Regions from separate parts of the Mus musculus genome. Here all the other regions are linked to region 3. The links are chromatin contacts, called in public Hi-C and HiChIP or PLAC-seq maps. All regions are on one chromosome and are shown on one strand. The core of a region is the stretch at or near the end of the contact, and the rest is flanking DNA. Distances in the headings are between cores, read along the strand shown. Region 1 has its middle 43 kb from the start of Gm41335. Region 2 has its middle 17 kb from the start of Gm41335. Region 3 has its middle 290 kb from the start of Pvt1. Region 4 has its middle 77 kb from the start of Gm25702. Region 5 overlaps Gm38563 (a long non-coding RNA gene). Region 6 has its middle 8.2 kb from the start of Gm41335.

Region 1 (4,472 bases), core at 36-2,535, 1.1 Mb before region 3:
CGGCTTAAAACAATACCTAATAATTAATTCTCACGTTTCAGCTCAGAAGTGTACTGTGTCATACATGTCTCAGTTTGCACAGAGCACCACGGTTTTGACATTGAGATGCATTCAAAAGATCCTGTCCCAAACCCATTCTGTTGGAAACATTTCATTTCATTGTAAGATCTAGTCATTATAGGACTGCTAACTAGCTCTTGTTTTCCTGCAGGTCTTCAGCTTCTGTGGACTTCTTTGTTCCTTGTTCTGTATCTATTTTCAGTTCCGAACAAGCATCAGTATGTCAGAACATGTTTTCACTCTCTGACTTTCTTTTCAGATGTCAGCTCCAGGAAACTCTGTGCTTACACAAGGTACAATTGTTTATATTGGGGTCATCTTCCCAGTATCCATGGAAATCGCTCATCAGTGGTACTTGTGTTAGTATTTGACTGCATCAGTGATAAGAAACGTTGCACAGAGGCTAGGAGTCATAGAGATATTTTAAAATCTGCCTGCTGTATTGGCACCTTACAGAAAAATGAAAACAAGTCAAAACAAATGATCAGATAAGTTACCAATTTTGGTGATAGGAGCTGGGTGGTAGGTAGGACATGTACTTTCTTTTATCATCACTGGACGGTCTGTGTTGCCAAACTTGCTATATAGTAGATTAATTAATATAAATGTGAGACAACTATTTGGTTTTTGCTTCAGAACTCATGACTCTTGATCACACAGCCTCCTATAGTGGTGGTTCTCAACCTGTGGTCGTGACCCTCACAGGGCAGATATCTTGAATGTTACATATTTTCATTATGATTCATAGCAAACTTATAGTTATGAAGTAGCAATAAAATAATTTTATAGTTGGGGATCATGAGAACACTGTAAGGAGCTGCATTAAAAGGTTGCAGCATTAGAAAGGTTGAGAATCACTGCTTCAGAGTCTTGGTCACAGTCCTTGATTCATGGCTGCCATTTTCTTCATTGATTTCCAGTTTTGTTATCATGATTAAAATAATAATTATCATTCATTGAACTTTTTCTGTAGCATGTCATAGGTATCTTAGGCTGCTTATTCTTTTAACAACTGTGATCTAATTATTAGTATGTCTAATACATCACTATGCTCATAACCATTTGGGATATGAGTATCCAATACTCTGCTTGTCTGATTCGTAAAGTTTAGTGTTAATATTATATCTGTGTCTTTGGGGAATGTGATAAACCAGGTATAGTCAGAGGGTTGTCTTGGGATGCTTAGAGTTAGTACTCACATCTCTCACTTCCGGCCTTCTCTTTCTAGCATCAGGCAGTGACTAACACCATGCCCTCCCTCCCTTATGAGAAACAGTCCTGGGGGTGAACAACACATTCCATGTCTATTTCCTCCGGCATTAGGAACTAATTGTGAACTAAGTGACCAAACCATCCTAATAGAATTGGCTTCTAAACAGCAAATTGTAAACTTGCATGAATCGGGATCATGTGTCCTCTAAGCCCCTTCCCTTTCTCTTTTAATTGAGTTTCACTCCAGCATTATCTGTTGAAGGGAACAATGGGATGCCCTGTTTTGAGAGTGAGTCAGGCCCAGCTGCTATGAAAATAATATGTTTGAGAAAATGGACTTGACATTTGATGGCCTTATGACTCTTCTGACAGGATATAATCAACTCATTAGGGAGAAACAGAAGCCCTTGTTGTACAACCACGTTATTCTGAGCATGACAGAACTCCTAAGCTGGTGGGTGAGTGTTCAAGGCACATTGGGACTTCGTCTTCTGTGGCCAGCAAGCAGTGTGGCTGCTTTTACTGTCTCTTTCTCTGGCCACTGCCCTCCAGCTGATGAAAGGGAAATGTTACTTTCTAAAGCCCACAGTTCCTTTGTTTGTTTTCTGCTGTTTCACCCCAGAAGACTGAATTTATGAAAAGAACTTGGTTTTTCAGGGATGCTCTCAGCCTTTCTTCCACTCAGACACAGCGGGGGCAGCTCTCCTGGGAGGGTGATTGGAAGCAGGAAGTAGCAGTTGGGATTCCTGATTCCAGTTCCCAGGCCCACCCCTAGTTTTCTGTGGGACTCTCAAGGGTTCATGGTAGACTCTTTGCTTAGTCTCCCACCATAAAACTTCAACCTCCACTGCTTGCTGATTTTGCCTGAGTTTTTGCCTCAGCAGGAATATGAAGGGAAGGAAAGTCAGATTTCCACATGGGAGTAATAGTCACTTTTAGGTATCACAAGCATCAGACAGATAATTCCTGGCATAGTCCTTGGCATGTCTCTTAGGCTTTTTACTAGATTTATTGCCTGGAAGTTGTGGTTCCTTTAAGTTCTCTATTTGATCATTAAATATGTACTAGACATTTTGTTTCTTAAAAATACTTTTAAGTGCAATCGTTTTAAATATCAAATCGAGTCATTACACCAATGATGATGTGTCTGTGTGTGTCAGGAATTCTGGTTTGCAACACTCATTCTTAAGAATGTTCTCAATTATTTCGATTCACTATATTGTAACTTCCACCAGAAAAAAAGACAGTGTCTCTTTCCCACCACGGAGCCTCAAGCATCTTTAACAGGGTCTTTCTCAGCCTTTCTTGCAGGTGTGAAAATGATTGAATGAAGTAATTGACTAATTTTATTTTATTTTTTAGAATTTATTTTATTACATGTGTGAGTGTTTTTTCCTCATGTATGTGTGCCATATGGATGTCTGGTGCCTGTAGAGGTCAGAAGAGGATGTTGGATCTCCTGAAACTGGAGTTACAGTCACCACCATGTGGGTGATGTGAGCCATCTCCAGGGGCTCTATAGAAGTAGCAAATACTCTTAACTATTGAGCCAACTATCCAACCCTTAAATGTTTTCCTGAATATTTTCTGGACATGGTAATCGTCTTCATCCTGGAAACTTTGCCTCGGGAATTAGCAAACTGAAGACCATAGGTCAAACACTGCCTGCTGTCTGTTCCTATAAACTGACTTTTGAATGTATCTATCCACTGTCTTTGCTATTTCCCTAAAGGCACAGCTGAGCTTGTGGTGGGAACTACACTGGCTGAAAGATGCAAGATATTTTATTATCCAGTCCTTTGTTAAATAACTTGCTGACTTCTGCCTTTTACCTGCTACACAAATGTATGAAATAGAAACCTATACACACCCTCTTTTCTGGAAAAGCAATAACTACCAGTCTTCCAAAGAAGTTTAAGAGTTTTTATAATGCAGTATGTACTTTAAATCCTGACAGATCTCTAGAAACTCCTCTGTGCTCACTGTTTTCCTCCTCAACTTCACACTTTTCACACCTGTCAAAGATGCCATACCTTTATATCAGCCACCAGTGGTGCTGATGTCACTGCTTGTTCTACTGTTGCTTTGTAATTTGGATTTATCTTTTAAAACCTTGTTTAAATACCATCACTGTTAAATTGCTTTCTGTGAAGTTTTTCTGCTAGGCTAGATGGCCCCTCTCCCTTTTCAACCCAGCTCAGCACTTCATAAATCATGACACTCAAGCTCACATGGATTATTTGACTTGACCAAAGTTCCGTGAAGAAGTGGGCAGATCGGACTTCAAATTGAAACCTGTTTGAATTCAATGTGTACTTTCTATTATATGACGCTCTGATGAATTCATGTATAAAAAATATTAATTTCATATGTAGCCAGCTCAGGATGGTAAATAGATCTAATAATGCATGATACTGGGATATATACATACATACATACATACATACATACATACATACATATATATATATATAATACATACATACATATATATACATACATATATATATATATATATATATATATATATATATATACACACATATATATTCTCCATCATAGAGATAGTGAAAATGTTAACAATAAATGGAATGTGACAATTTATTTTGTAGTCAAGTGCCAGCATATAAATAGGACACTGTGCAAGTTATATACATTTCTATAACAAACCAGTCCAATTCAGAGTTCCATGAAAGAATAAATTTTATCACAGTTCTACTGATCAGAAATATTGGTGGGTCATAGTCTGGCCCTCTGGGCCTGGCATCTCTCAAGAAGTTCCTATGTTGTTGTCAACCACAGCTACAGTCGCACCTAAGAGTAGACACAACAGACATTTGCTTCTAAGCTTAATATTGCATAATATTATGATTATTTGCTGGCCGATTTCCTTCCAGTGGTTCATTCCACAAAGCTGTATCACCTTATGGCAACTGTCTTTTTTGCAGATAAATGATCTGAAGAAGCAAGAGGGACTCACAACTAACCTGAAGGTCACAGTCTCTGTATAACTTAATCTAAGTGAGTTCTTAGTTCCAGTCCTGACTTGAGAAGGATTATGTAAGGACTTGAAGACACCAAACTCTCCCATCTGTAGACTGAAAATATTAAATAAAGGATTCCAGAAGAGACAACTCATAACTATGAAATTGCATTCTGTCCTGGGTAGTGTGACAACACTTACAACATCTTACAAAATC
Region 2 (4,734 bases), core at 790-3,289, 1.0 Mb before region 3:
CTAGAGGGAATATACATTACTCCTTTTTAAAATTACAGTGTACAGGACAATTCATGTGGTCCCAACTGACCACTCACATTTATGGATGGGGTAGAATGAAAATTAGGAGATCTCACTGAAACATATGTAATTATTCAAGTCCCAGAGTGAATAAATATAGAATTAGAAATGTGGCTGAGGTCAGAGAATTGACAAGATCTTTATGGTAATGATGATGATTAATAATAGCTAAAACATTTAGAGCACTTACAGTATTCCAGGCTTATATGCATACATTAATTCCTGAAATCCTTATAAAAGCCCTTTGATGTAATGGTATTATTATATCTTTTAATATAGACCAAGGAGTAAAGAGCAAGTAAATAACTCTCTTGAGGTCACAGACTTCTAAGTGGCAGAACAAGAATTTGAATGTAGGGCGTCTGCTTCCAGAGTCTGTGAGTTTAACTGATGTCATATGCTACATAATTATTAACTTCAAATACTTGAAGAATGTCACATTAATATGTAAGTATCTTTGCTATGAGTTCCCAAGGGATAGAATTATAACTAACAAATGGAATGGAAATGATGGCAGTGCTCAGCCCAGAAGAAGGAAGTGCTTTCTAAAAGGAGCTGTCTCAAAGGAAGCAAACTGCAGCCTGAGATAGTGCAATCTTCATCAGCGGAGGTGCCCAAGCATACTAAGAGAAAACCCTTGATAAGGATGCCAATCCAATCATCCAGTAGAGATCCAATCATCCAGTGAGTGCTTCAAGGAGATAACCACTATTCTTCTCGAATATTCAAGAGTTGGAAAGTTTTGCAAATACATGCTTGCCAAGATTTCCTGAGGAGTGTAAACTTTCAGAATTAGTGTCTCAAAGTAAGTTCTAAAAGCTGTATCATCCAAGAACTGGACCTGAAGCTAGCTAGAACAGTGAGTTCTCAACCTTCCGAATGCAGTGACCCTTTAAATAAAGTTCCTCATGTCGTGGTGACCCTCAAACGTAATTTTGCTACTGTTATGACTAGCAGTATAGATATTGGTCTTTGGGGGTCATGACCTACAGGTTGAGAGTCATTGAGCTGGAAGGAGAAGGCTGGGGAGGGTGTAGAATAAATAATTCCTTACCTTTGAATCTTAGCAGTTTACTTAGAAGCAAAGGCTCATGGTTGTGTATTGACAGAGGGCCACCTATAGAATTCTAACCTGGAGATGAGCCCATGATTTGTACATGGTAGAAGATCTCCATTTTGGCTCAGTAGTACTGGCTCTCTGCTCCAGAAGCCTCTGTTTCTATTTTATAAAAGTGGTTTCCCAGGTTTAAGACTTATCTGAATCAATGGGAGAGCTCAATAAACCAACTGCACCTTCTCATTCAGTGCATTGAGGCTAGAGCTTGCAAACTTTCCTACCCCAGTGCTGTTCTTGCCTCTGCTTTCACCTTTTAGGAGACTACTCTCTGGGAACCATTGCTCTAACAGGGGCTTCTGGTTCAATACCATAAGCCTTTGTTTATATGTCTAGCTTCTCCTTGCTTATCTTTGTTTTACCCCCACCTAACCCACCATGGGTTTCTTGATAAAATTTTACTGAGGAAATGCATTGAAAGAAATATTAGTTTTCTAGAAGTTCAAAGAGGGGAAAGAAATCATGGGAATCTTTCAGAAGAGAAATCCTGTGTTGTCACCTTTCACATAGCTGGAAGCATGACTCATGCAAAGACATGCCTATCTTTGCTGAAAAGCAAACACAGACACACCAGTTTTGTGTGTCCTGGAATGTGCATCAGAGACGTCTCCTTATCACCTCTTCCTCATTCTTTTTCTGTCTCTTTAAATAGATGGTCACCACCACTTCATGCAAGGAAAGTATTATTTAGAGTGTGGAATGCAATTTGCTTCTTCCCAGAGTTAGTTCCCTTCGGACTGTCTTTGGATGAACTTTGCAGTCTTCACTGAAGGGGGAACCCTTTCCCACTGTTCTCTGGGAGAGCCACGGCTTTGAAGTCACAGCTGGCTTGACTAAACTCATTTCCTCCCTCCACAATGTGCCTCTGATGCAGTGTTGGCTGAGGCTCCCCCTTGCCGGCTCCTGCTATTGAACCAGACCCAAGTGCAATGTTTAATGTGAGTGTTTGGCTTGGCTTGAATTTGGCCAAATCATCTGTACTTCGTTTCATTTGAAAGCTCTACTTTTTTTTTCCCTCCCCGTTTCTCTCTCAAATAGTTCATTCCAGATGTTTTTGATTTGTCTTTCTGTGGTCCACTCCACCCAGTTCCTAAATCAGTAAATCATTTTCATGCTTCTTCCAAAATCTAAGCAAAGAGAAGTGCTCAATTAGAAAGAGCAACTGATTATTGGTTCCTTAGGCTTCAGTGTGGCTCTTTTCTTCAGGAACTACATTTCCAAGGTAGGAGAGAATGTGACAGAACATGTAGATTCCAAATTCCTAGCATTCAGGATCAGAGAGTATGCACAATAGGGATGTGTACATAATATGAACATCCAATTTTATTGCCTAGTTCAAGGCTTGATAGCACTGTTCTTGTTTGAATGCTTTCTGTGACTCAAGTGCACATGGAGACACCCATTCTATGAGCTTATGTGTATCCTTACATGACAGAAATACTAACTAATCAAGATCCCAGCAATTTTCTCATGGTGATGGAGGCAAGGGTAAACAGATGGAGCTAAGATGCAGGGAATGGTTATTTTATTGTCATTATAAGGAGTGAGGGCCTTATGAGAAAGTCCCATATCTGACAGATTAGGGAAGCTAGAAGGAGAAAAATTGCACACATTCAGAGTTTCTCAGAGTTTAAGAATTTACAAAGAAACTCTTGGATGCAACTAGGTGATAAAGTCAGATGAAATATGGGGAAAATGCTGTAAGGTGCTGGAGAAATGGATAGGTCAGCAGTTTAGAGCACTGGCTACTCTTACAGAGGACTCAGGTTCAATTCCCAGCACCTACGTAGTAACTCACAAATGTTTGTAATTAGAATTTTGTGGATATGACTCCTGACTTCAATGAGCACCAGACATAATGTCATAATGTACTACACATGCACACACACACACACATACATCACACACACATATATCACACACACACATCACACACACAGAAAAAAATTACATACAGGCAAATCACTCATACACATAAACTAAATAAATAAGTTAAATAAATAACTACCTAAATAAGATTTCTTTAAATAGTTTTAAGAAATTTTGATGTGATGTGAATGAAATTTCTCTGACAAATTTACAAATGACTCCAGTGAAGACCTACGTGCCCTCTAAAATCTTTCCTAAAGATGATGTAAGTTCTCTTTTGAACTTGATGTTAATATGAGACTTACTGTTCAGAGTACACCAATAATAGTTTATGCTACTTATTTTATTTCATGCTTTTATTCATTTATTTACCATATGACACCAGATTATAAAAGTATGCAAATAGCTTTTAGAGGTATACATATGCTTATTTATATATTAATTTAGAAAAGAAAGTTCTAGTTATTTATAGAATAATATATTTATTTAGGATAGCAATTTTAACTTGTACGTACCATCCCTAACAATGAGTATAGTACACAATCAACTTTAGGACCACAATTAGATAGTGAAGATCATGCAAAGTGAATATAATAGTAAAATTTATAACTGATACAGGAAAGGAATATGACTCATGAAATTCAATAAAAACATAGCTTCAGTTTGAACATTATATCTAATGATATTATTTGACTTCTGAGATCAGTTGTCCAGGACACTTCTGGAAAATGTTGCCAGATTGTAATCTGAACATAATTACCTATAAGCAACCATTTGCTTATTTTATCTTTCAAAAATTTATAACAAAATATCCTGTGAGTATACAATACAACCTGTGTAAATATAAGTTAAAATTCTAGTCTTGATTCAATAATAAGACCTCTCTTCACATCTCTCTCACTAAGTTGGGTAACTTAGATGTATAAAAGAATGCAAGGATAAACCAACACTTCATCAGTTGCCCAGTCTTTTTCTTTTTCTTTTTTTTTCTTTTTCTTTTTCTTTTTCTTTTTCTTTTTCTTTTTCTTTTTCTTCTTCTTTTTCTTTTTCTTTTTCTTTTTCTTCTTCTTCTTCTTTTTCTTTTTCTTTTTCTTTTTCTTTTTCTTTTTCTTCCCTTTTTTTTTCTTTTTGGTTTTTCAAGACAGGGTTTCTCTGTATAGCCCTGGATGTCCTAGAATTTACTTTGTAGACCAGGCTGGCCTCGAATTCAGAAATCTGCCTGCCTCTGCCTCCCAAGTGCTGGGATTAAAGGCATGTGCCACCATGCCCGGCTGTTCCCTCTTTTTCTTCCCTTCTATTATTTCATGTTAAGTTTTTATGATAAATTCAGAAGTGAGAACATTGATCTTTGGTTTATTGTCAGCTTGTTACTTGAACTTGGCTAATGGAGTTAGCCAATTCTTTCCAATGGACATTTCTTGACATGTTGAAGCATCCCTGGCTAGATCTCTCTAAGCATGACTCCATGGACTTGTCTACACTTTTGTTTATTACTGCCCTGACCAACACTTAACTCATATTTCTGGAAGTTTATACAACATATAGTATATGAATCCTTTGGCTCCCTGATAGAAGCTCCCTTTGCTAGGACCCTAACTGAATATTTGATTTTTCCAATGAAACTTTGTATTAGAAAGTTGCAATTCACAAAGAAGGGGGTGCAGACACTTCTTATTCCCCACTGTAACCTG
Region 3 (4,809 bases), core at 1,851-4,350:
CTGGTGATTCTCTAGCTTCTGGACAAATGATTCTTAATCTGAGGGGCAATGATGTGTAGTACCATAAGGGTGGGATGCCTTCAAGATGAGCCAAAAGGAGGCTCTGGGTCAGCAGGGACCACAAGAACCCAGGGATCCTGAGTAAGTCAGTGGATCATGCTTGCCAGCAGGGTTTGCTCTGGAGTCATGCTACCTAGGCAGAAATGTTCATTGTACCAGTATAGCTCAGGTTATATGGGTTCACTAGTTAATTTGTCTAAGTGTCAATAAGTATGCCCTTTGAAATTAAGGTCTAATCATTGGTATTCATCCTCCAAGGTCATTAGTGGCAAGAAATAAAAAGTATATCGTGAGCTTAAAGCTAGAAACACAGGAAGGCTCCGTAGTGATGATACAGGGGAAGATAGGTTTTGGGGGTTTTTGGGTTTTTTGGGTTTTCTGGTTTTTGGTTTTTGATTTTTTTTTTGTTTTGTTTTGATTTGATTTGATTTGTTGTTTTTTACTGCTTCAAGGTAGCAAGTTTTCTCTTCAGCAAAAGATATCTGTCATGTTCTTCCTTCTATCCTCTACATTTAGTTGCCTAGCAATCTATGTATTCATTTGGAAGTCAAGTACCTTGTAGGGCAGGCTGATCCTAAACTTACCACTCGGTCAAAGATGACAATGAACTCTTGACCCTCCTTCCTCCCCCTCCCAGAGGCTGAGATTGAAGGCCTGTACCACCACATCATCTCACATTCCATTTGAATAGAGACATGAAAGTTACATTACTGTGCGTCCTTCCCCACTCTGTTGTCTTTACTCCCTCACATCCTGAGCCTCACGGTTGTGAAGAGTAGCAAACTCTATCTGGAGAAGCTGCTATGAAACAATGAAGTTTAAAAAAGAAAAGTGTAAGACATAATAAGGGATGAGCAAGGAAGAGTGGCAGGGGGACAGTAAGAAGTGCCCTAATATTATCTAATCAGTGCAGAATCAAGAGTGTTGGGCAAAGCCAAAACTGCATATTCCAGGAATTATTGAAGAACAATTCTAAGTGGTATATGAAATATCAATCACTGTTAGATCATCTGACAGTTACTTTAGCTGTGCAGTGTGGCTATAAAATTCAGGCCCTTGCTTAAAAGTTCTGGCAAGACTGGGTGTGTTCATTACTCTTTAGCATACCTGTGCAGGTGTGCATGTATATGCCTATGTGGGTGTGGATGTGACTGTGTGTACATGAGTATATGAGTGTGTATTTATGTGTGAACAACTCTGTGTGTACCTGTGTGTGTGCAAGTGTGTGTGTGTGTGTGTGTGTGTGTGCGCGCTGAATATGTTGGGCTAAAGAAGTTAGTTCTGATCTGTGTGCCACACAATATATCAAGGTGAGGGGACAATTAGGACAAGTCCCTACACTCCAGGGACCTAGAACAAATCTGTGTGTGTGTCTGTCTGTCTGTCTGTCTTTCCAGCTCCCTTCCTTGTTTACTGAGCTCTTACTATGGAACAGGCACTGAGTATGCACATCATTTCACTGGTTCCTAATCCACATTGTAGCAACTACTCAAAGGCTCTTATTCCTATTTCTAAGTCTACCAGATGTTAAAAGGCAGAGTACAACTTAAGTCTCTGTTAAAAGAATCTCCCAGTTCTACTTCCACAGGCTAATAGCGGTTGATAGTAAAACCATCTAACAAGACACGGATGTCAGCCACATAGCTGCTGCTGTATGAATAGGGTAGGAGCCACACCTGAGTTTGGATTCTTGCTCAACATGTAGTGACTCTCTGTGTGTGTGTGTGTGTGTGTGTGTGTGTGTGAGAGAGAGAGAGAGAGAGAGAGAGAGAGACAGAGAGAGAGACAGAGAGAGAGACAGACAGACAGACAGACAGACAATCAGAAAGGCTGATGATATAATGGTATATTTGGGAAACTATTTAAGAACACATAGAGGCCTACAACCCTGAAAGGACATCTGTTTCAATCCCCTTACTTTATAGTTGAGAATATCAACACTATGTAAGAACAAGGGCACAAGAACTCCCTGCCTGAACTCCTCAGGGAGAGATTGACACCAGTAGGACCCCTGGTTTCTGATACCCACTTAGCTCCTTGCTTTTTCTGAGATTTCATTCCATGTCACAGGCAGGCTTTCGACTGCCCTTCCTCAAATCAAAGGAAATATCTGTTCCCCACCAAGCAGATTCTTGTGAAAGAAATCTTGTGAAAGCACCTCTCATCTGTTTTCCCTCTATCTGTGCATTGATGGAGGTCAAGTGAAGGTCAGGGAATGCCCCGATGACTGGACTTCTGGGTCTCCACACCCAAGAATGCAGCCAAGCTTCAAATAAATCAGACTGCGAGCAAGAATTCAGACGGGCTCCCCCAAGTTCCAGGCTTCCTTTTCCTGGTAGAAGTCATCAGCTGTCTTGTTGCTAGGAGACCAGTGGAGGTGGAAAGTAAAATAGCCATAGTTTTCTAACTTATCTGAAAATGCAGTTTGTCTTTGCTCCCTTGGGGGTTCAGCTTCCTTAAGAGCAGGCTATCACAGCCAGGCAGAGAGAGACCTTTCTTCCTTCCTTCCTCTCTTTCTTTCTTTCTTTCTTTCTTTCTTTCTTTCTTTCTTTCTTTCTTTCTTTCTTTCATGAAATGGATAGAGCTTTTCCTGGGCATAGAGTGTCATACAGCAGAGACCAGGGAGCTGCCAATTACTGATGCAATGTTTGGGAAAGAGTTGCTGAGCACACATGACTCAACAAAATATGACAATTTGCGTCCCTATCTCTTGGAAAGTTGTACTTATCAGAACCAATAAGAGCGGTGCGGTCAGTAAGCACACGGAGCTGTATTTATCATGAGGGAATTGAGTAGGAATTAAAGCCCCGAGGATTGTGAGTGGAGGAGATGATTTGAGTCACTATCTGTCCGGGACTTTCCTTTTCGGTGGCATTCCAATAGCACAGACCTCACCCTGGCAAACCATAGCATTGCTCAATATTAAAAACATTTGCCTGGAATGCAGGACATGTGAACTCAGACACCCCCTACAGCTTCACAGTGTGATCCCAGCATGCTGCATTCACTGTAAACACCACGGCTTTCAGGAGAACAAGGACAGTGCCCAGAGGTGACACAAACCACAGGCAGAGAGTGTGGCAACAAGAACCTTCCCAGCCTTCGCACAGCACTTAACACCACCCCACTGATGACCCTGGCAGAGATGGAAAGGGATCCCATGGGAGGAAACCAGTGCATTCTTTTACCCTTAGAAGAAAGTAAGAATGGAAACTGATTTCCTCTTTCTCTGGTGGTGTGCTTGGTTGTCTGAAGCAGAAAAGTATAACTGAAAGGAAGGAAGCAAGGAAGCAAGGAAGCAAGGAAGCAAGGAAGGAAGGAAGGAAGGAAGGGAGGAAGAGAGAGAGAGAGAGAGAGAGAGAGAGAGAGAGAGAGAGAGAGAGAGAGAGAAGAAAAGAAAAGAAAAGAAAAGAAAAGAAAAGAAAAGAAAAGAAAAGAAAAGAAAAGAAAAGAAAAGAAACGAAAAGAAAAGAAAAGAGAAAAGAGAAGGAAGGGAAGAAGGGAGAAAACAAGGAAGGAGGGAGAGAGGGAAGTAAGGGGCCACACAATTTACTCCCAACAAACGTTAGGAGAGTAAATAATGAGGTCATCAAACTCCCCATCCTTTTCTTGTCTAGGGATCCTCCCAGTTCAGCTGAGACAAAGTAGCAACCCTTGTTAAACTTGCTAAACTGTGAGTGAGAATATAACTCTGCATACTCTAAAGCCTATTTAATCTGTGCAGTGTCTGCCAGAGCTCAGGGGTTTGCCAGTGCAGGGCTAAAGGCAGACACAACATTTCTGACTGACTACAGCAGGTCACTGCCCACCCTGCCCCCACCACCACTTTCAAAGTCAGAAGAGAAACTCTCCTCACACACTGCTGACTGCTCAGGCCAGCTGTCAAAGACGATGTCCACTCTTTCACACAGGACAGCAATTAGCCAAAATCATCCCAAATTGCTGCCACTGAAAATCTCTAATTGCCCATCGGGGTTTGTGGTTTTGTCTACAAAGAGAGTCATACAGAAGGGGCAACTAAAGGGCTGTGCAATGAGGGTTTCTAGGCAAGCTTAAGCATGCGTCTTCCGAAGCAGAGGGTCAAGCTCAGGAAGACGAAAGACATAGAATGTAAAGGTGACCTTTATAGTCTCAAACTCTGGAGGAAGTAGAGAAGCATGAGGTCAGAAGACAGGCTCATAATCCCACTGACATTGGCAGATCCCAGCACAGTGTTGGTTGTAGACTATGTGACATAGTCACTATATTTAAGGAAGAATCAAAATGTGGCGTCAACAGAAGAAGTGTCACTTCTGGAGTTCACTCATACCCATCATATATGACCTTGGGTAAGTCAAGGCTTCCTCCTGGGACGATCTTGTCCTTCTTCTTAGATTTTCCATGTTGGGTTCCTCCCGTGTGAAATGCCTCTCCAGCATTTCCTAGGAAACTGTTATCCCCACTATTCTGCTTTGCTCCTGGTGATGGGATCACCAAAGAAACTCAGAGGAGGATGGTAGTATTCCAGCTTTCACTTCTAGGCCAGTGAACCAGTCAAGGCAGCAGGAACTTCTAAGCAGCTAGTCAAGGGCAGGAAGGGAATGAATACATGTATGATTGGTCAACTCAACTTCTCCGCTGCTAAACAGGCCTGGAACTAAAGCCAAGAAACGGTGCCATCTGCATGATTAGGCCCTAGGTTAATGTTGAGAGTCCTTCTTGATCACTCTCCACCTTATCTTTTGAGACAGAGTCTCTCAGTTGAGCCCA
Region 4 (4,215 bases), core at 993-3,492, 1.2 Mb before region 3:
TCACTTTAAATAAAAAACTTTAAACTTTTGAGAATTTTATAAATGAGTACTGTATTACATTATTTCCATCCCTCTCTTTCTTTATTCTGACTCTTTGTCCCCCCCTTTAAAATTTATGACCTCTTCTTTTACACAGACACAGACACATACACACACAGACACACACACACACACACACACACACATACACACATACATATACACATTCACACACACACATAAACACAGATATCCACACATCCACACACATCCACACACACACACACACACACACACACACACACACACACACATATATATATATATGCATATACACACACACATATACACATATACATAACATGCCCACATATACATACATATACACACATACACATATATATACACATACATGCACACATATATACACACATTCACACACACATTCACAGATATGTATATATAGATACAACCTGCTCAATCTATTTAGTGTTGCTCATATATGTGCATATGTATATGTATGTGTACTCTGTGTGTGTGTGTAATGAGAGGAAATAGTTTAGGATTGAATAACCTGTTAGAGGACTCAACTGTGGAAAATGATAGCTTCTCTCAGCAGCCATTGTCTGTAGCTTTTCATCTAGGAGTGGAGCCTTGTGAGATTTACTCCATTATGCTGAAAGTCACCAGATGTTGCCATTGTTTTGATCTTGATTAGGTGACCATATTGTTGAGTTTTCTAGACTGGAGCCTCCCTGTTATGTATAAAAGACACACCCTTACAGTTTGTGTCCTGTCCCTTTGGCTCTTATTATGTTTCTACCTGCCTCTTCCCTGATGTTCCCTAAGCCTTAGGGGCTGGTGTTTATTGTAGGGTTGGGACCCCATCATTGCTCTGTCCACGTAGACCAGTCATGATATGTGTGAATAGATGTGGATTTCTGTGATGGTCTCTAGCAGTTCCAATAAAAAGCTTATTTGATGACAGTGAAAGCTACAGTTACCTGTTGGTGTAAGAGTAAGTGTTTGGAATGGAGTTAGAGGTTATAATGATTTTGAAAATTTGCAGCAGTAAGTTAGGTTGTCCTCTGGCATTCTCTTACATTTTTCACTAAAAAACAAACAAACAAACAAACAGACAAACAAACAAACAAACCATTTCTACGGGCTAAGGGTGTAGTTCTGGGACAGAGTACTTGCTGAGCATGTTTAAGGCCTGGACCCTCTCTGTCACTGCAAGAAACAAAGACCCAAATAAGCAAACAAGGCTTATTTTTGGATGATGTGTAGTTGGATGATCAAACCAAAGCAAACCAAACCACTTCCTGCTCAACTTCAAGGCAGATAAAATTCCAGCACTGAAGGGAGGAGATGGGCAGGAAGCCTTCCCTCCAGCTGAGGAGTAATGTTAATTTTTACATTTACCCCATGTGGTAACGCTTTATCATATTGTCCTATACTACTCTATGTATATAATAATAGTTTTAAATCATCAAGAAAAATGAACAATGGTGGTTTTTGTTGGTAGATAAGTTTGCAGTGCATTTTCCACAAGTATTTCCTCTGTCAGCTTTGAGAAGTGTATGCATAATTTAAAGCAGCAGCAAACTGTACCCAGAGGCCTCCTGAGACTTGCTCAGGGACTCTTGCTACTGAGTAGCAAAGTTAGACAAACCCCTGCGCTTTCTTATCTTAAATATTGTGTTCTTACATCCAGTTTCAGTCTGTGGGGGTATTTAACATGAGGTATGTTTTTTTAAAGGTTTTATAAAGTATGAAGATTGGCTTTTGTTTTCTGAGAAGCACATTTTTGCGGATGACATAACTTCTGATCCTGAAATGCAGTATTGTAATTAATGCCATCATAGTACTTTCAGTGTGCCTCTTTATGGATTTCTTATAACCTTAGGAAGTCACTATGACTAAGTGTGGGAGAACTCAAGGTCAAGGGCAGAGGATATCCTACAGCTTGGATTTAAGCCCAAACAATCTGACTCTGGTTTCCTGAACCCAGCCCAGCAAGGACACTGCCTCATTGAAGGTACAACTCTAAGTGCAAGCTGCTAAATAGAATGCCACCTAGCTATGTTCATTTATTCTCAATAAATGTGAGCTTCATTTACCTCATTCTGTTAGATAGATCTGAGAGTACACTCCTTGGATACAGTTGGGAATGCTCTGGTCTTCTACTTGTAAGCTGTGGGTAATGTGCTGTATCTTTCTTCATCACTCATAGTAACAGCTGAAAGTGGACTGAATCCAAGGCCTCTGCATCATCTTGAATTCTTCCATGAGAACTGTTCCTCACTGGTAGTTCCTGCTGCTTCTCACTGCCATAGTCCTACCCAGAAGCCTCTGTTTCATAGCACTTCCTGACCTCAGGCACAGAATAAACACAATCACACAATTTATTACCATGTAATCATTATTTACCTGGGGGGGGGGTGAATTCAGAACAATAAATTCTAAATTTCACTTCCCAAAGGTCCAAACCACTCTTCCTCATTCTTGCAAATTGTCTAATCACCTTGTATAGATCAGAACTCATATGGTTGAGGAGTAATCATTATGGACTGTGAATTATTAAATCAACAACTTTAAAAATTCCTAGAAGTTTGCTACAAAGAAACAGCATAAGAGAGAAAAAAAACCCTCCCTTTTCTTACTCAGTGTTATTTATTTGGGCTGGGAATATAGCTGAGTTATCGGAGTGACAGCCTCATGTGGCCCAATGTTTTGATCCCGAGCACTGCATACACTGGATGTGGTGGTATGTTTATCCATCTAGTTAGCAGCATGAACCTGGGAAAGCAGGGCCTAAAAATGAGTCAGACTAAAGTCTTACACAATAGCCAGCTTTATTCAGAGTGCCAGGCAATTTATACTCCGAGGGTTAAGAAGAATCACAGAAGTAAGGTGTTCAATCACAATGACAAGCCACATGTGGCAAAAACATGTTTTTCCATAGAGGCATATAAATAACCATGACTAAGGTAGACTCACTCCTATCTCCTACACCTGGGAGGAGCATAAAAACACATTCCAAGAACAATTCTGTGCTTTGAAGAAGCTTATATCACAAGACTCTTGTCTTGTATTCCTGGCATTTTCTCATGAGTATTCAGAATTCTCACATAACTCCATTCTTGGACTGCATTCTGACAGTGGTATATACATACCTATAACTTCATACTTGGGGAGTAGAGGCTGCCGTTAGAGTATCTGAAGTCCAAGGTCATTCATGACTACCTACCTAACTACTTTGAGGTCAGACTGTGCTACCTGTAACCCTGGTAATTTTATTATCAACTTTAGATGATATAGTTTAACATGACCATGGTGTGGAAACTGAGACATGCGTAAAGAAAATGACAGGCAGAGAGGAAGCTTCAGACAGGATGCATCATGCTTTAGTTGCTTTATCATTGCCAAGAATAAACGCCATGGCTGCAGGGATGAGAAGGCACTGAGAGACAGCAGCAAAAAGCGGGCTTGATTTCAAAAGGATGCCCTAGGTCCAGAACAGGGTTACTTAGGTTTTCTCAGCCTCCAGCTGGAGATTCCTTTTGGAAAGAACAGGGAATGTGGGGAACATGTGTTGTCATTCTCTACTTTCATGTCTCTGTATCCACAGCTGAAACTCTATTCATCCCACGTATTCACGACTCTTGCATCCCAATGACAAATCATTTAAGGGGAAGAAGGGCTTATTTTGACTCTTAGTTTCAGAGGAGTTGGTCTGTAGTCATCTGGTCCCAAGGACTTGGGCAGATCACTGTGATGGTAGGGACACCTGGTGCAGAGGTGTTTGTTTCACCACTGAGCAGGAAGCAGACAATAAGACAGGATGTCTACAATCTGTTACTTTAAAAATGAACACATCACATTGACATACAAAGTAATGGTTTCACCATGGCATCTACTTAAATATGTATGTATGTATGTATGTATGTATGTATGTATGTATGTTTCAGCTAGGAGTGTAAACCTGGCTCTTATTCCATTTCAATTAGAGGTATAAATGTCTCTTCCTTGGATTCATAAAGTGGTCTATATCCCATCTTTCCTTCGGAGTTTGCTCCTAGAAATTGCCTCTCAGTGCTCTCATCTCTGGAATGCTGAAAATGTATCTCTCTGCTTTCCTGTCTCTGTTCAGAGTTTTTGATATTGCACTAAAAACATCCCTTCTCCCCAATTGAGTTAGTATTTCAAGTTGGAGGCCTGTAGATTAATCTA
Region 5 (4,541 bases), core at 1,360-3,859, 1.2 Mb after region 3:
GATTCCATGATAAGAGGTTGTGAAAAAAAAAAAAACTGGATGTTTATGGATTCCTGTTAGCCTCGTAGTGATACAGTGCATACATTATAATAATCACTGTTGCAGAAAGACTATATTAAGTTGGTTCAATAGATTTAGAATAGCTAGGAGAACAGTTTTTCTCTTTATACCACCCACGCCCCATCAATAGACACACAAACATATAGATTATAGATAGATAGATAGATAGATAGATAGATAGATAGATAGATAGATGATAGAGATGGATAGATAGAAAGACACATAAATATACAGATGATAATTAATTAGATAGATATAGATTGAGATATAGAGAGATGTCTTCTTTCGTTATCTGTGTGTATATATGTGCACGTGTATGGGCATGACTGTGTGTTTGTGTGTCCATGTTGATTCAAATAAAGATATAAGGAGGCTTGAACTGAAACCAGTAAAAAAAAATATACATTCTTGTGATGTTTTAATAAAATTATCCTCATAGGCCCTCCGGGAGTGGTACTTTTTGAAGTAGGTGTGACCTTGTTGGAGGAAGTATTGTCACTCTAAATGGGCTTTGAGGTTTCAGATGCTCAAGCCAGGCCCAGGGTCACCCTCTCTTCCTGTTGCCAGCTTATCTGGATATAGAACTGTCATCACCATGTCTTCCTGACTGTCACTGTCTTAGTTAGGGTTTCTATTCCTGCACAAACATCATGACCAAGAAGCAAGTTGGGGAGGAAAGGGTTTATTCGGCTTACACTTCCATACTGCTGTTCATCACCAAGGAAGTCAGGACTGGAACTCAAGCAGGTCAGGAAGCAGGAGCTGATGCAGAGGCCATGGACAGATGTTCTTTACTGGCTTGCCCAGCCTGCTCTCTTATAGAACCAAGACTACCAGCCCAGAGATGGTCCCACCCACAAGGGGCCTTTCCCCCTTGATCACTAATTGAGAAAATGCCTTAGTGTTGAATCTCATGGAGGCATTTCCTCAACTGAAGCTCCTTTCTCTGTGATACTCCAGCTGTGTCAAGTTGACACAAAACTAGCCAGTACAGTCACCATGCTTCCTGACATACTGATAATGAGCTAAATCTCTTAACTGGGAGCTATCTTTAATAAAATGGTTCCTTATAAGAGTTGCCATGATCAGGTGCAGGGTACAATCATACCAGGCTCCTGTCAGCAAGAGCTTCTTGGCATCAGCAATAGTGTTGGGGTTTGGTGTCTGCAGATGAGATGGATCCTTAGGTTGGGTGGTCTCTGGGTAGCCTTTCCTTCCTTCAGTCTCTGCTCTACTCTTTGTCCCTGCCTTTCCTTTAGACAGAAACAATTCTGGGGTAAATTTTTTGAGATGGGTGAGCTCGATACATCAACTGGGGGTTCTGCCTATTGATTCCCCAGCATAGTTGGACACTAGAGTGGTGAGGCGTGTGTGGGAGAGTGGGTGTTCGAGCACCCTCATAAGGGCAAAGGGGAGGGAGAATGGGATGGAGTGGGTTGGCAGGGTACTGGGAAGGGGGATATCATTTGAAATGTAAACAAATCAAGTGATTAATAAAAGAAAGAAGAAAAAGAGTTGCCCTGGTCAAGGAGTTTCTTCACAGCAATAGAAAGCCTAAGAGAATTTTCAAGTAAAAATAGTTTGGGGACATTCAATACAGACTTCATTCAAGTCAGGGTACACAGAAGCCACAAGAATACTGTTTAGAATCTTGGAGACCTGGAGCAAGAGAATGGCTTCCTGTATGGATAAAGTAGGCTTACTATTGATGATTCCTTCAGTGTATAGTAAGCCTCAAATCAAGGAAAGCATGGAACACATCCCTTAACCCCAGGCTTTCCTTCTCTCTGTTTTCACAGCCGAAGCACAGCAACTAGGGAACTGATGATGCCAAGCCTGCCAAGCAATAGCACTGGATGGAGAAGGATGGCAAGTGGCTCTAGAATGGCAATGAAAAATGCAGTACCCAGGAAATGAGCATAAAAACATTCAGAAATCAATGAACTGAATAGGTTTTTGTGAATTAGAGTCCATATGAGAACATATATATAGAGAGCAAGAAAGAGAGGAAAAGATTATGAACCTGGGACTTCTAGCTGAAGTCATGAGGATCGTTGTGGTACACTTGATTTAGGAGTGGTAAACATGGGAAACTAGATTCTTAAGGAGGTGTTCATGACTCAGAAGTATGTTGATATAAGATACATGTTGATTAAAGAGCACCCCAGTGCAAATGCCAGCTGGGCAGGTGAGTGAAACAAACCATATCTCAAGGACACGTGTAGGCTCCAGAAATGCATTTGAGAGTTGTCAGCACATGCATGGTGCCTAATGAGATGATAATGGCTACTAACTAGAGGGAGTGTGTAAGAAAAATCAAGAAGACAGCCTACCTCCTGCTTCTTCGATCAGTTGAGAAGTAGCTATTACGGAAATTCGAGGAAGAAGAAAACAGAAGGAACCCTTAGGCATGCAGGATGTCAGAAAGTCCTAAGGAAAGAACATTATTGAAGGAAGGGGTGGAACAATCATGAAGAATGCACAGCTGAAGCTGTGACTCTTCAGTAAGTGGGAAAGGGAGGAGGCCTGGTTAGAATGAGCTGTCCACCAACAAAAGTGATAACGAGTTACTGTGTTCCCTCTCTCACTAAATAAAAGAAAGTTAATGCTGACACGTTATGTCAGCAGTTCGCAACCTCTGTGTCATGACACCTTTGCAGGCAAAGGATCCTTACACGGGGGTGACCTAAGACCATCACATACATTTACATTACATTACAATTCGTAGCAATAGGAAAATTACAGTTTTAAAATAGCAACAAAATAACTTTATGGTTGGGGGTCACCACCACCCGAGGAACTGTATTAATGGGTTGCTACATTAGAAAGGCTGAGAACTACTAATTTAAGTTAAACTCATGTCTACAGATATGAATGCAGGTCTTGGATTCCACGGGCCATGTCTTTTCCTCATTGCTGAGTAATTTTCCAGTTCTGTGATTCATACTGCACGGAGTGTAGTTATACAGTAACTTTCCAGTGGGCCTCTCACCCCAGGGATTTGCCATGTCTGACCTTCTCTTAGGCAAAAGATGAAGAAAATTTCTCATCCTAAGGAGGGAAAGAAAAAAAAAAAAGAACATAACCTAAATGGCAAGATATTAATCTTGAGACCATTTACAGGGAGGTGTTAAGTGGCCCCGTTGGCATTAACAGCAGTAAGCTTCGAATATCACTTGTACAGCAAGCTGCTTAGCTCTGCAGATAGCAAGTCACAGCAGGCCTTCTTGGGTTGCAAATATAGTCACTCTGTTTGCCAATTAACTCTTTCCCACATTGTGTTTTATATAACCAGCCAGGAAGCTTTTGCTTCGACAGCAGAATCTGCTGGCAAATGGTACTGTCCTGGGAATTGAAGTGATGCGACAGTAGCCACGGCAGTGGTCAAAGGGGACAGGAGAAATCATGGAGAAACAGTCATTAGTGAGCCAGAGCCTCCTGAGGCTTGCTTTTCTCTGGAATAAGTGTCCATATCCTCTCAGCTTCCAATCAGGCAGGGTAATGGACAAGACATTGCTCCTTTATCTTGAGAAAATGTAGCATGTCCAAGTTATTATAAACAAGCTACAAGGAGATTCTGTGATTTCCCAACTACACTGTCTGCTGTCCTTTTGTGCATCTTGCTGTTTTTTAAAACAGATTTCAGGAGGAGCAGGTGGCTGGATCTGTGTCCTGACCCCTTAGTATGTGACACGAAGGCTCCATGACTTCCTGCTTCTTGTCCCTTCAGCCGAACTTGGCAGGACTGACCAGCCCTCCTCATAAACGACTGAGTCTGTCTCTTCCATTCTTCCCTCATTATGATTTCTCACTCTTCTGGGAAGGTCCCTCCCCCTTTCTTCAACTAAACATGTTGATGGGCTTCTCCAGACCTCTTAACTTGTTAGTTTAATTCTTCACTTAGAAGATGCTGTGTAAGTTATCATCACAAGCAAGTTAGCTGTTTCTTGAGGAGATGGGGTCTAACCAGAAGAAACATATCACCAGGGTGATAAGTCACCAGAACGGGTACACTTTTGGTTCTGATCCTTGCCTTCCCCATCTCTTTGACTCTCTCTCTGTGTCTATCTCTATCTCTCTCCATCTGATTCCAATCAGGCACTAAACACAGCTGCATTGCTAGGAGCCATGTCTGGTACACTGTGACATTTATTTGGTGTTTGAAGACTACAGATTCATCTATTCGGTACTCAACTTGAGAGAGACAGAGACAGAAAGAAATAGGGAGGCAAGGAGCAGGACCAAGAGTATATAAACCCTGGTGACTTGTTTCTTCTGATTAGACCCTATCTCCTCAAGATATTTCTGCTGCTCAGATTCAAATAGGTACTTACTGTAGTAGCAATAAAATGAAATTGTTGAGATTATTTGTTTGCTTGTTTTATTTTGTTTTACGAAAATGTCCCTTTTTTCTCCTTCCTTGTAAATATCTCCTTCACTTACCCACTGCTCAAAGGTCTCACTTCTATCTTTGGCGTCTC
Region 6 (4,874 bases), core at 1,706-4,205, 1.0 Mb before region 3:
TACCACAAGAATATAACCCACAAAATCAACTAAGCAGGGCTCATAGGGGCTCACAGAGACTGAAAAGGCAGTCATGGACCCTGCATGGGTATGATCTAGGTCTTCTCCATATACCTTATGGTTGTATACCTTGGTGTGCTTGTGGGACTCCTAACAATGGGAGTGGAGGATGTCTCTGACTCTTTTGCCTTTGCTTGGGACACTTTCTCTCCTACTGGGTGGTCTTATCCAGCCTTGATATGAGAGTTTGTGCTTAGTCTTATTGTAAGTTGTTAGGCCATGCCTGGTTGATATCTCTGGTGTCTCTGGGAGGACTGGTTGTTTTTGTTTTTGTTTTAAAAAATAGAGTGAGAATGGATCTAGGGGAGAGGGGAGGTATGGGGTACTGGGAGGAGTGGAAATAGGAGAAATTGCAGTTGGAATATCATATATATATATATATATATATATATATATGTATGTATATATAGTAAAAATTCTGAAAATTTAAATGATATTTTTAATAATTGATTAAGATGAGTATTGATACAGCACTGATGAATATAATTTTACCTTCTTGTAGCATATATAACATAGTTTTTTAACTTTTGTAAGATAAATTGAATACATTAAATTTGGAAGCAATGTGTATACAATAAAGATTAAATAATGCCATTTTCAACTAAAAGATGAAGTATTGCTTCTCTCATTAAGAACCAATATCATCCATTTTTAAGTTGTAGGCTTTGATAGCATCCTTTATTTCTGTCTGTATTCAGTTCTAACATTCAATTACGTATCAATTCTCTTCTCCAAGTTTATAAGAATCTTTAAAACACTATTTCTGTAATTCATTGCCACTTTTCATTCTCTCTTTGTTTTGTGTATGTTTATGTGTGTGCTGGAACATAAACACATGCGTGCACATGCATGTGGAGGCCACAGGACAACTGTAGGTTATTCAGAGACAGAAAGAAAAACTCAGGGTAGGGTCATGAATCCGAAATCACATTCAGCTTCCTGAGTTAGTATGAAGACCTGGCTTGGCACGTATACAATGTAACTTGATCATATTCTGTTTCTCACTTCCCCTTATTACTTTTTCAAGTTTGTGAAAGCTGCTAGTCTGCTTCCACCATCTTAATCCCAGGGATTAAAATCAGGTCATTAACTTTGGCAGCAGACACAGTGACCTGAGTCATTTTGCCATCCCCAGGAATCACACTGTTAGGTGATGCATTGTGTACTTGCCTTTGTTCCTCATTGTGTCTTCTGTGAGTAAAGTGTGATCCTGATATTTGTTGGTGATTTATGAGACGTTAGGCAAGCTTAACTGGTCCTAAGAGGCCAGGGAGCAGAGATATGATATACAGGAATTTTTCTGTTCTTCTTGATAAGTTCATTGCAATCCTATGTAGGAATAGAGGCAAAAATGCCAGAGTAAGTTTGGTTTATTGCTCAGTGTTAGTAGTAATAGTTTGGTCATTGTCTCCACTGAGGCTAGTCAGACGATTACCTCCCCAATGTCTGGCCTTGACTGCATATTTAATTATCTTTTCTTATTGTGAAATCCTGCAAGACATAAGAATTAGCTAGTCATAGTCTGTACTAGCCTGTTAACCTCATTTTATGAAATGTAAGGACAGAACTGAATGCAGCAGCCCTTGAGGAAACTCACCCAGTGAAACCAATCTTATACCCTCTGGTCAGTGCCTAAACAAATGTGTGTGTCTATGGTCTTTGAATCAACCAACTGTCCTGAGAGAGGATTCTTATTACACAAACACCTATTGCTTTTACTAACTATCCTATCAACCCCAGGCATTAGTTGGGCTTCTTTTTTGCATAAACTATTATTATTATTATTATTATTATTATTATTATTATTATTTATTATTTATTATTTAAAATCCAGCTGTTGTCCTTCCTGTCCCCCCTTCCATAATTCCTCATCTCATCTCATTCCTCCTTCTCCTATCTCCAAGAGAAGATGCACCCCCCCCCCCAGGCCTTCTCCTTCCCTGGCCCTCAAGTCTCTTAAGGATTAGGTACCTCTTTTCCCATTGAGGCCAGACCCTGCAGTCTTCTGCTATATATTCATCTGGGTCCTTGGGACCAGCTCATGCATGCTGCCTGGTTAGCGGCTCAGTGTCTGGGAGCTCCCAGGGATCTGGGTTAGTTGAGATTGCTGGTCGTCCTATGGTGTTGCCCTCCTCTTCAGCTTCTTCCATCCTTCCCCTAATTCAACCATAGGGGTTCCCGACTTCAGTCCAACGGTTGGGTGTAAGCATTTGTGTCTGACTCAGTCCGCTGCTGGTTGGGCCTCACAGAGGACAGTCTTGTTAGGCTCTTGTCTATAAGCACATCATAGGATCAGTAATAGTGTCAGACTTTGGTGTCTCCTGACCAATGAGAGTTTATGGTCCATTATCATATACAAATATAGGAACCGTAAACTTGATGATACTTGGTACTGTTCTGCATTAAGAACTCAGCTGGATAATGTGGATTGTTGTAAGTGACTCAATGCAAAAATCAAACATACTACAAAATGGTATGTTTTGTGTAATGCTTGTGTAATCTTTTTAGTTAAGGCTGATAAAAATAGGTTAGCATTAAATCAAGGACCATTTGCCCTCCCAGAGGCACTGAATAAAATTTAGTGTGCCTAGTCCAGAGCTAGGCATGGATTCTATGGGTGTTGGCGTCATCGGCAAGGGGATACTGCTGTGTCTCCGTTTAATCTTTTAGTTAAACATAGCTCTTTGGTGACAAGAGCTCCCATTTCCTTGTAGAAGATAAAGATATCTTTCTACTCATAGTTCCCTACTGGAAGGACATAGAGCTTTAATCTTCTCATGGGAATCTCAGAATGTCAGTCAGAGACTGTTCTACCCAGTCAGTTCAGAGGAAGGAGAATGTCTTCCCACATCACTTGCTGACTATTTCCCAGAGGATACATGCAGTTATTTCAGTGAGTCATGGAAATCCCAGGAGGCATCATACATTTCTCAGTCTTGTGCTTCCCTTTAATATTCTGCTCTGTCCAGAGAGAATTAAGGTGGAGAGTGGAGGAGTAATGAGAATTTAAAAGGAGGGGAATGTTCTGGAACAAAAAAACATCAGTGGAAAAAGGCCAAGCCATGAAGTCACCAGTATTATGCAACTATGCGGCCTTGGGTAAATCATCTAGCTGCACTGAGCCTTGATTTCTTTATCAGTCCATTTCTGTATTCATGGAAATTTAGCCCAGTTCTTTTATTCTTTCCTCAGTATAAGGAAAAGTAAAGTTTAATAAAAATGCATAGTACTATTTTATATATTTTGTACTTATTTTGGAAAGTATAAAAGGCAGTTCACACAATTGTGCTTATGTTATGGGACAGAAGAATCAAATAACTGCATGTGTATTACCTACCAATGGGAAGGATCATACAACTGCACCTGTATTGCCCATAAGTGGGAAGGATTGCCTAACTGCATCTGTATGATCTATAAATGGGGAGGACCACATGACTATGTCTATAAGGTCTACAGATAAGAAGGACACTCTTTCTTGGTTAAACTCATTATACTCTTTCTTCTGGATAATACATGCCAATGGACAAGCGTTTATCCATTTTATGTATGTATAAATAGCAGGGTTTCTTATCACTGGCATTATTGGCATTTAATCAGTACATGTCTTTTGTATGGGGACTATTCTGGGCAATGTTAGGTATTTAGCAATGACTTGGATTTCTATCCAGTTGATGCTAGAAGCAACAAACCCAACTGAGTTGTGAAACTGAAAGCACTGAAAGTGATCTTTTTGGTTGAAAATATAACACAGGTGGCTATGTTAGAATAATCCTACCAGAAATTAACTACAAATATATTAAATCCATTTGTTTGTTGATTGGGATATTTCTGGAACAGTGACTTACAGGTAAACTACGCAATACCAAGGTTCATGTTAGACACAAGCTAGGGCATTTCAGCATAAGACCAGCTGCTTACAACATGAGGCTGTACACATCTATAAGATAATTAAGAACATACTGGAATGAGAAGAGAACTTAAGTCTGGCTTAAGGAGAGGGTGATTTTGGAAGAATTCTCTGAGGACCACAAGAAGGATCCCAGAAGTAATCACTTATTTGAATTTTCCCAGCTTTGCACATTTCCTAAACAATCAATCACTTGTTTATATTACTGCATATTTTTAAAAAATCTGATAATCTGCTTATTTTTCCAGTTCTGCTTTGGGTGGGATAAGCTTTCTGAGTTTGGAAATTGGTAGAGATACTGTTTTAAAAGCACTGAAGTAAGAAAGTCACATGCTATACCAATGACTAAAACACACAGTTTCTGGCCTCCAGAACTTGGAATCTGCAACGAAACACTCTAGTCTTTTATCTTTAACTTCATATCATGCTTAATAAACAAGGATGTTTCTCTACGCCTCGGTTTTCTTAGCTGTAGGTAGGATGTAGTGATCCCAACATGTTAGCATCTGGCTTTTCATTTCTCAATAGATTTTATGTTCCTCGAGATCACTACTTTCTTACCAAGTGAAAATTTGCTGCTTGATTTTAGTAATGAAATCAATGCTGAAGCCATTTAGTTTACAGGTCCTGGTGGATAAGAAGTGATACAAACTTCTTGGAAAAGACACCTTTGCCTTACGGAAAAGAGTTAAAATATAAGGAAGCTTAGAGAAAGTGAGAGATAAAGGCTGTTGGATTTTGAAGATATATTTGAGATATTGGATTTGCTTCTGGACTACACATCAGTCTTAATGAAGTTCCTTTCTTGCACAGTGCCATAGAAATAAGTCAAGGTTGTGACTTGTCGGTTATTCATACCTATCCAGGTTTTCTACCTAGCACAAGACTTGACTCTTTCTTTCTGTGA

What was found. A called contact is a pair of places that touch in the nucleus more often than the background predicts. HiChIP or PLAC-seq counts read pairs in DNA pulled down with a chosen protein or histone mark.
Region 1: a Hi-C map of muscle stem cells shows a contact between it and region 3, with 2.6 times the contacts expected there. The contact joins two enhancer-like sites. A contact is called at or near these places in 4 of 484 Hi-C or Micro-C datasets (the N1E-115 cell line, adipose-derived mesenchymal stem cells and muscle stem cells) and 3 of 115 datasets of contacts at active chromatin or transcription factors (the NIH/3T3 cell line, embryonic fibroblasts and pancreatic cancer cells).
Region 2: an H3K27ac HiChIP or PLAC-seq map of embryonic fibroblasts shows a contact between it and region 3, with 18 times the contacts expected there. The contact joins two enhancer-like sites. A contact is called at or near these places in 8 of 484 Hi-C or Micro-C datasets (the AML12 cell line, adipose-derived mesenchymal stem cells and embryonic fibroblasts) and 3 of 115 datasets of contacts at active chromatin or transcription factors (the NIH/3T3 cell line, embryonic fibroblasts and pancreatic cancer cells).
Region 4: a Hi-C map of Sertoli cells shows a contact between it and region 3, with 9 times the contacts expected there. The contact joins two enhancer-like sites. A contact is called at or near these places in 2 of 484 Hi-C or Micro-C datasets (Sertoli cells and embryonic fibroblasts) and 2 of 115 datasets of contacts at active chromatin or transcription factors (the NIH/3T3 cell line and embryonic fibroblasts).
Region 5: a contact with region 3 is called in a Hi-C map of embryonic fibroblasts, with 3 times the contacts expected there. The contact joins two enhancer-like sites. A contact is called at or near these places in 1 of 15 datasets of contacts at CTCF or cohesin (large pre-B cells), 5 of 484 Hi-C or Micro-C datasets (adipose-derived mesenchymal stem cells, cortical neurons, embryonic fibroblasts and 1 more), 2 of 115 datasets of contacts at active chromatin or transcription factors (astrocytes and embryonic fibroblasts) and 3 of 9 other capture datasets (embryonic stem cells, embryonic tail and embryonic trunk).
Region 6: a Hi-C map of Sertoli cells shows a contact between it and region 3, with 7 times the contacts expected there. The contact joins two enhancer-like sites. A contact is called at or near these places in 2 of 484 Hi-C or Micro-C datasets (Sertoli cells and embryonic fibroblasts) and 1 of 115 datasets of contacts at active chromatin or transcription factors (embryonic fibroblasts).

Annotation. Positions count from the first base shown.
Region 1 is chr15:63,397,709-63,402,180 of GRCm38.p6, reverse strand. No RefSeq gene overlaps it. Among named protein-coding and RNA genes, the nearest start is that of Gm41335, 43 kb to the right of the region's middle. Within about 2 kb of position 1,285, at least 29 of the 459 cell types and tissues checked have an H3K27ac peak or open chromatin away from gene starts, as enhancers often do. A contact at or near this core is called in the N1E-115 cell line, the NIH/3T3 cell line, muscle stem cells and 1 more, where this site is marked.
Region 2 is chr15:63,337,871-63,342,604 of GRCm38.p6, reverse strand. No RefSeq gene overlaps it. Among named protein-coding and RNA genes, the nearest start is that of Gm41335, 17 kb to the left of the region's middle. Within about 2 kb of position 2,039, at least 70 of the 459 cell types and tissues checked have an H3K27ac peak or open chromatin away from gene starts, as enhancers often do. A contact at or near this core is called in the NIH/3T3 cell line, embryonic fibroblasts and pancreatic cancer cells, where this site is marked.
Region 3 is chr15:62,326,717-62,331,525 of GRCm38.p6, reverse strand. No RefSeq gene overlaps it. Among named protein-coding and RNA genes, the nearest start is that of Pvt1, 290 kb to the right of the region's middle. Within about 2 kb of position 3,100, at least 150 of the 459 cell types and tissues checked have an H3K27ac peak or open chromatin away from gene starts, as enhancers often do. A contact at or near this core is called in the N1E-115 cell line, the NIH/3T3 cell line, Sertoli cells and 3 more, where this site is marked.
Region 4 is chr15:63,556,603-63,560,817 of GRCm38.p6, reverse strand. No RefSeq gene overlaps it. Among named protein-coding and RNA genes, the nearest start is that of Gm25702, 77 kb to the right of the region's middle. Within about 2 kb of position 2,242, at least 20 of the 459 cell types and tissues checked have an H3K27ac peak or open chromatin away from gene starts, as enhancers often do. A contact at or near this core is called in the NIH/3T3 cell line and Sertoli cells, where this site is marked.
Region 5 is chr15:61,164,004-61,168,544 of GRCm38.p6, reverse strand. It overlaps Gm38563 (a long non-coding RNA gene), which reads right to left. Exons shown (of 3, transcript XR_875374.2): 3 at 1,582-3,111. Among named protein-coding and RNA genes, the nearest start is that of Gm38563, 9.1 kb to the right of the region's middle. Within about 2 kb of position 2,609, at least 18 of the 459 cell types and tissues checked have an H3K27ac peak or open chromatin away from gene starts, as enhancers often do. A contact at or near this core is called in embryonic fibroblasts and pancreatic cancer cells, where this site is marked.
Region 6 is chr15:63,362,837-63,367,710 of GRCm38.p6, reverse strand. No RefSeq gene overlaps it. Among named protein-coding and RNA genes, the nearest start is that of Gm41335, 8.2 kb to the right of the region's middle. Within about 2 kb of position 2,955, at least 33 of the 459 cell types and tissues checked have an H3K27ac peak or open chromatin away from gene starts, as enhancers often do. A contact at or near this core is called in Sertoli cells, where this site is marked.